2 separate regions of the Arabidopsis thaliana genome follow, and region 2 is linked to region 1. A link is a contact called in public ChIA-PET data. All regions are on one chromosome and are shown on one strand. The core of a region is the stretch at or near the end of the contact, and the rest is flanking DNA. Distances in the headings are between cores, read along the strand shown.

Region 1 (2,814 bases), core at 192-2,691:
AGGCCAAACAAGTAAACCACACCATTCCACAAACCTAAACCATACTCTACTATCAAACCAAACAGTTTATACCAAACCATAACCACTCTTAGTTCAACCAAACCGAATAACCTTAATGCCTTTAAATGGGAATCTTAAGTCCAAATCCATTTTTCATTCATTATTCAAAGAAGTAAAAGAGCATACCAATGTTATAGCTCAACGACCAGGGTTCAGATTAAAGAGCATGCTTTGTCCACCAGGTAAGTAAGCCACGTTCGGAGACCTAGCCAGAGTAGCCGCAACCTCCCTTGAAGCTTCAATCCTCCTAAGCTCAATTAGTCCCATTCCTGCTTTAGCTGTTGCATCTGATATCAACTGAGCAGCTTCACTCTCACCTTCTGCTCTTATAACCGCAGCTCTCCTCTCTTGATCAGCCTTCATCACCACAAACTTTGACCTTTCAGCTTCCTGCTGAGCCACTTGCTTCGCCTCCACTGCCCTCGAGAACTCAGCACCGTACGATAAGTGAGTAATGGCTATGTCGTCGAGCTCAATGTTAAATTCCCTGGCACGCTTGATAAGAGCATCACGAACAAGTGCTGATACTTGAGGACGCTCAGTGAGGAGCTGATCAGCATTGAAATTAGCAACCACAGCTTTCAAGACCTCATTTCCAATCGATGGAAGAACCTTCTCATCGTATTCAAGACCCAATGTTTGGAAAATGTACGGGAGACGCGAAACCTTCACAGTAAAATAACCACAACAACTTATTCAATCCCTCAAACAATCGAAGCCAGCATAGATATGCACCAAAAGCTTCTATAATAAGAGTAACATTCATCGAAGAAACCAAATTACACATAAGGATTATCTTCAACTCTAGATCTTGTACACAAACTTCAAATTCCACGAAATCAAACACAGAATCGATAAATGATTGCTAAATCGAACGAACACGATCATCCTAAACCCTCGATCTTGTAAACAACCAATGTATACAAAATCAAACACAGAATCGAGAAATTGATTGTTGCTAAAATCGAAATTACCTCAGGGCGAAAGAGAACACGAAGGGTGAGATTAACCATCTGAAGATCCTTAGTACCAGATTTGGAGGAGAAAGTGTGAGGTTTCGTACGAATATCGTATATGTGCGGCGTCTGGAGATACGGGATCAAGAAATGAGTCCCTTCGCCGACGGTCTGATCCAACACTCCCCTGAATCGATCGAACAAAACAGCTCTCTCGCCACCATCAACAGTGTAGAGCGACGAGTTTAGTGCCGTCGCCGCCACACCTAACCCAAACGCCGCCTTCGCCAAGTTCGTCAGAAACGAAATCGCTACTTGTTGACTTCCCATTTTCTTTTCTGACCTCACAAGAAAAAAGCTTCGAAGGAGAGAATTGAGAAAGGAAAGATTTAGGGGTTTGTTAGGGTTTATGAAATGATTTTGGAACTTGGAAGAGAGGGTTTTTTTTGGCCGACAATTATTGAATATGGGCTTGTTTAAAGCCCATTAATAATATAAACTACTTCGGCCCAATAATAAAAAAGGAAAAGGAAATGATGTAATATAAAAGGAAACAACGGTTTGGAAGATTAAACCCGAATTTGATTATTTGCCCATAAACGAAACTAAATCCGGAGAGGAAGACAGAGACGAAGAGCGTGTTGATAACAACCCTGCAGAGATTTTGGATCTTCTTAGAGAGCAAGATGAAAATGTTCTTCCTCCACCTCCTCCTTCACCTTGATTAGAGATTTTGATTAGAGTGAATAAGCACAAAAGACTAAAATTGATTTTTCTATACAACCAGTGGAAAATGTTATATACAAGAAATTCTATATAAAGACAATGAGACCTCTGACTTTGGACAGCAAAAGTAGATAAAAAGAAACATCTAAGGCTGCTTCCACAAATTGAACTAAATCGTCGATCTCTTCATCGTGTGTTTTCTTCTTCTTTGCTGCGTGTGGACTCAGATAGATCTTGCACATAGCATAATTGCCCTACTCAAACAAAACAACAGAAGTCGTCACAATAAAAACCAAAACTCAAGAGTCTCAATAACTTGGAAACCAAGTAAGTAAACGTACATATATACTCTTACCAGCTCGTAGTTATTAATATCATCAGAAGACTTAAGCCAGTGTTCATGCATCAACCAACCCTCTTTTACGCCATTTTGGTTGTTTTCCAATGTAGTACTCTAGTGAGTATTTGTAGCCGACAAGGCCTGCTTCTCCAGCATGAATCTTCTTGGCAGAGATGATACTACCCTCCAGTATCCTCCATTGTCTCTACGATTCATTCTTTTTCCACATTTCCCCATCTTGGTCCTCCCAGATATAAAGAACCATTCCGTCTTGTTACCCTTCACAAACTCCTCCGTTTCGAATCAAAAGAAAGACGCCGTTTTACATACAGAAAACACCAGAAGAGGATTAACGATATCGCCTTATATCTTTATTACTTGGATTTCAATTCTGGCTTGGACTAAGCTAAAAACAGAGACTGCTCCCACAATTCTTTGGAAATTAGTAGGAGTTGCTCATGCTACAGCTTACCATGTTTGGAAACAAATGAACAACTTGTTGCACAATAGTGTCTCCGTTTCGCCTTTGGCCACCTTCAAAGAAATCGACGGAGACATCAAAAAACACTATTACCGCTCGCATAAACAGAAAAGCTTTTCGGAATCTGATGATCTTGTAACTCCGATAAATTTTGTTGATGGACTCATTTTATATCTTTTTGGCAAGATTACATTTGTTTGGTTAAGCTATTTTTAAAACCTCAACTTTCATTAATATGATAATCACATTCC
Region 2 (2,814 bases), core at 156-2,655, 44 kb before region 1:
TGAATGATCAGCCACTAGAACAGAAAACTAGTAGTCATAAGGTAGAGAAACAAAAACACGGCGTATTGGTTAACCGTAGCCTAATCTACATAAACCTCGTCTTCAAGTTTTTAAGTACATGTCGTGACAAGAACAACAACCTAGTTGTCAATAATTTCACAGGGATTATAAAAAAGTCAAAGAGCCACCAAACTAGAATTTCCTTTAACCAGAATCCATCTAGAACCAAGCATAAGTTGGAGTAAGAACAACAAGCTAGTGGTCACAATTTTAGCTGGACCAAAAACAATAAGCCAAAAATAAACAAAAGCAGCATCCAATGCTTAATCTAGTCTCATAGGTAGCTATCACAATATTGCAATTAAGAATGTCTAAAAGATGAGCTAACACAAGATATCAAAACTCTATAACCTTCACAAAACAATCATGTGGCTTTGAACCATCTCAAAATTACCTTTTCACCACCGATTGATCTGACTTTTCCATCAGCAGCTGGACTATGAATTCTCAGAAACTCTGATGAAAAATTGAACTTGGTTCCATCTGCATACTCTACCTCAACCTTCAAAACGATATTCGACAAATCAGATTTCAATTCCAAAAATTTCTGATCGCCGTGTAAACGTAAGAAGAAACAGAGAAGCTTACTTGTTTGGGAGATACAATAGAGAAACCTGAGAGTTTTGGAATAGTAATAAAACTTGTTCCATGAACTCGCCGGCTTATCACTCTCGTAATCGCCCACATTTCTTTTCCCGGCGATCGCCGGAGACGATGATTTTTAAGCTTCTAGCTTCATTCTAACTCTAAACGTACTTTATTGGGCCTAACTCAGAAGCCCATTGGATTTGGTTATATTAGTTTTATACTAGATGCTAAAACGGCGTCGTAAGGAGAGAACTAAGTGCTGATTAGTGATTAGGTCCTAATAACTTCTGCGGCCATAATAACTAGTAGTTATTAACTACTGGTCTAACTTTAGTCAAAGGTAAAGCAAAATCACGCCTCAAACGGAAAATCAAACGTAAAAATTCATAAAAGCCGTAAAGAACTTACAACATGAAAAATAAACACGCAAAGTATCCGTTTTTTTTTGTTTTTTCCTACTAAACTACATATTTTTGTTGTTGTTGTTGTATTAAACTACTTACTATTCAACGTCAAAGAAAGTGAAGTAAACGAAAACCGTCAACAAAAAGTAAAATTCGTATCCTTAAAAAAGCAAATAAATATGATCGGAGACCAATTGTTTTAGTGAGCCGTCTTTTTTTCTCCTTCTCCAAGTTCGTAACTTTTTTTCTTCTCTTTTCATATTCTTCATACGTCAGGAATAAATAAAATTTTGTTACCTTTTTCTTCTTCTTAATTGAGAAACAACAAAAAGAGGAATAACGTAAATTCAAAACTCTTCTCATCATCCAAAACCAGAAACTTTGACCGGAAAAGAATCAGAGAAGTAAAGAAAAACAGAACAAAATTAAAACAGAATTTCTTCTCTAATCCATTACGCCGGCGATTTCGGCGGCGTAGGAGATGAAAGTTCGTAGGAAACTTGGTGGTGGTTGCGGCGGAGACGTCGTTGTTTCATGGCGGACGTTCTTTTGGTTCGTGATTCTGTTTGTCTTCTCCTTCGTTCTCTTCTCCACCATGTTTATTTTTAAGGGGAAGTTTCGTCCGGTGGTTCGTTCGACGATAAGCTTCTCAACGGCTGTTACGGCAAGGGCGGTTTTCCGTGAGTCTATATCGTCTTCTCCGGCGGTTACGATTCGTGAAGCGGTGAAATTACCTGAACAAACTCTGGTTTTCCTAAAATACCCTCAGTCTCGTCGGTTATTTACAAAAGACGATCTCATTTGCGTTTTCTCCGGTTCGTCGAAGCTACGGAAAGTGTATCCGACGGCTGTGGACAGAGACAAATTTGGAGGTCAGATCGTACGGTGTCCTGAGACGCCACGTGGCTACACCATTTCGCTTGCCGTTTCGAGATGGACGACCGATGATCATCTCCCGGCTGGACCAACTCACCGGTATGATTGGCTGGTTTACGACGCCGTGATCGACTACGATAACTCTACGGTGGTTTTTGTCAAGGGGCTTAATCTACGGCCAGGAAGAGTTGCTGACGTGTCGAGATATGAGTGCGTGTACGGTTGGGATTTCGCGAAACATAATCGGTTAATAAGATCAGATGTCATCACTGCGGCTCAGGAGATCGTACGGTGTAGAACACCGTTAGCTGTGTTAGACGGCCCAAAAGCGGCCCGTGGGCCTGTTAAAGTCTCGGTTAGAATCAAAGGAGGAACCGGAATGCTTCCTTCTATCGCTCAGCCGGTTCGGATCATTAACCCGCCGCGAAAGAAACCCTTTCAAATGTGCGTTTGCACCATGACCCGAAACGCAGCCGCGGTTTTGAGAGAGTGGGTGATGTATCACGCCGGAATTGGCGTTCAACGGTGGTTCATCTATGACAACAACAGCGACGACGATATCATCGCCGAGATCGAGAATCTCGAAAGACGTGGTTACAACATCTCTAGACATTTCTGGCCGTGGATTAAAACTCAGGAAGCCGGATTCTCTAATTGCGCGATCCGTGCAAAGAGCGATTGCGATTGGATTGCGTTTATCGACGTCGACGAGTTCTTCTACATCCCATCCGGTGAAACTCTAACTTCCGTCATCAGAAATTACACAACCACCGACTCAATCGGTGAAATTCGAACACCTTGCCACAGTTTCGGGCCATCGGGTTTGAGATCTCGGCCTCGGAGTGGAGTCACGTCGGGATACACTTGCCGTGTGGTGTTACCGGAG

What was found. ChIA-PET counts read pairs in DNA pulled down with a chosen protein or histone mark.
Region 2: an H3K4me3 ChIA-PET map of shoot shows a contact between it and region 1, with 10 read pairs. The contact joins the promoter of AT3G27330 here to the promoter of PHB4 in region 1. A contact is called at or near these places in 3 of 26 Hi-C or Micro-C datasets (root, seedling and vegetative nucleus) and 1 of 2 datasets of contacts at active chromatin or transcription factors (shoot).

Annotation. Positions count from the first base shown.
Region 1 is chr3:10,075,436-10,078,249 of TAIR10.1, reverse strand. It overlaps PHB4 (prohibitin 4), which reads right to left and starts at 1,441. Exons shown (of 3, transcript NM_113642.4): 1 at 1,035-1,441; 2 at 187-726. The coding sequence starts at 1,346. The coding sequence ends at 199. It overlaps AT3G27270 (TRAM, LAG1 and CLN8 (TLC) lipid-sensing domain containing protein), which reads right to left. Exons shown (of 3, transcript NM_001338865.1): 2 at 2,098-2,616; 3 at 1,893-1,996. The coding sequence ends at 2,544.
Region 2 is chr3:10,119,236-10,122,049 of TAIR10.1, reverse strand. AT3G27330 (zinc finger (C3HC4-type RING finger) family protein) reads left to right here and starts at 1,405. Exons shown (of 7, transcript NM_113648.3): 1 at 1,405-2,814. The coding sequence starts at 1,534. It overlaps AT3G27340 (Myb domain protein), which reads right to left and starts at 816. Exons shown (of 4, transcript NM_113649.4): 1 at 649-816; 2 at 455-562. The coding sequence starts at 747.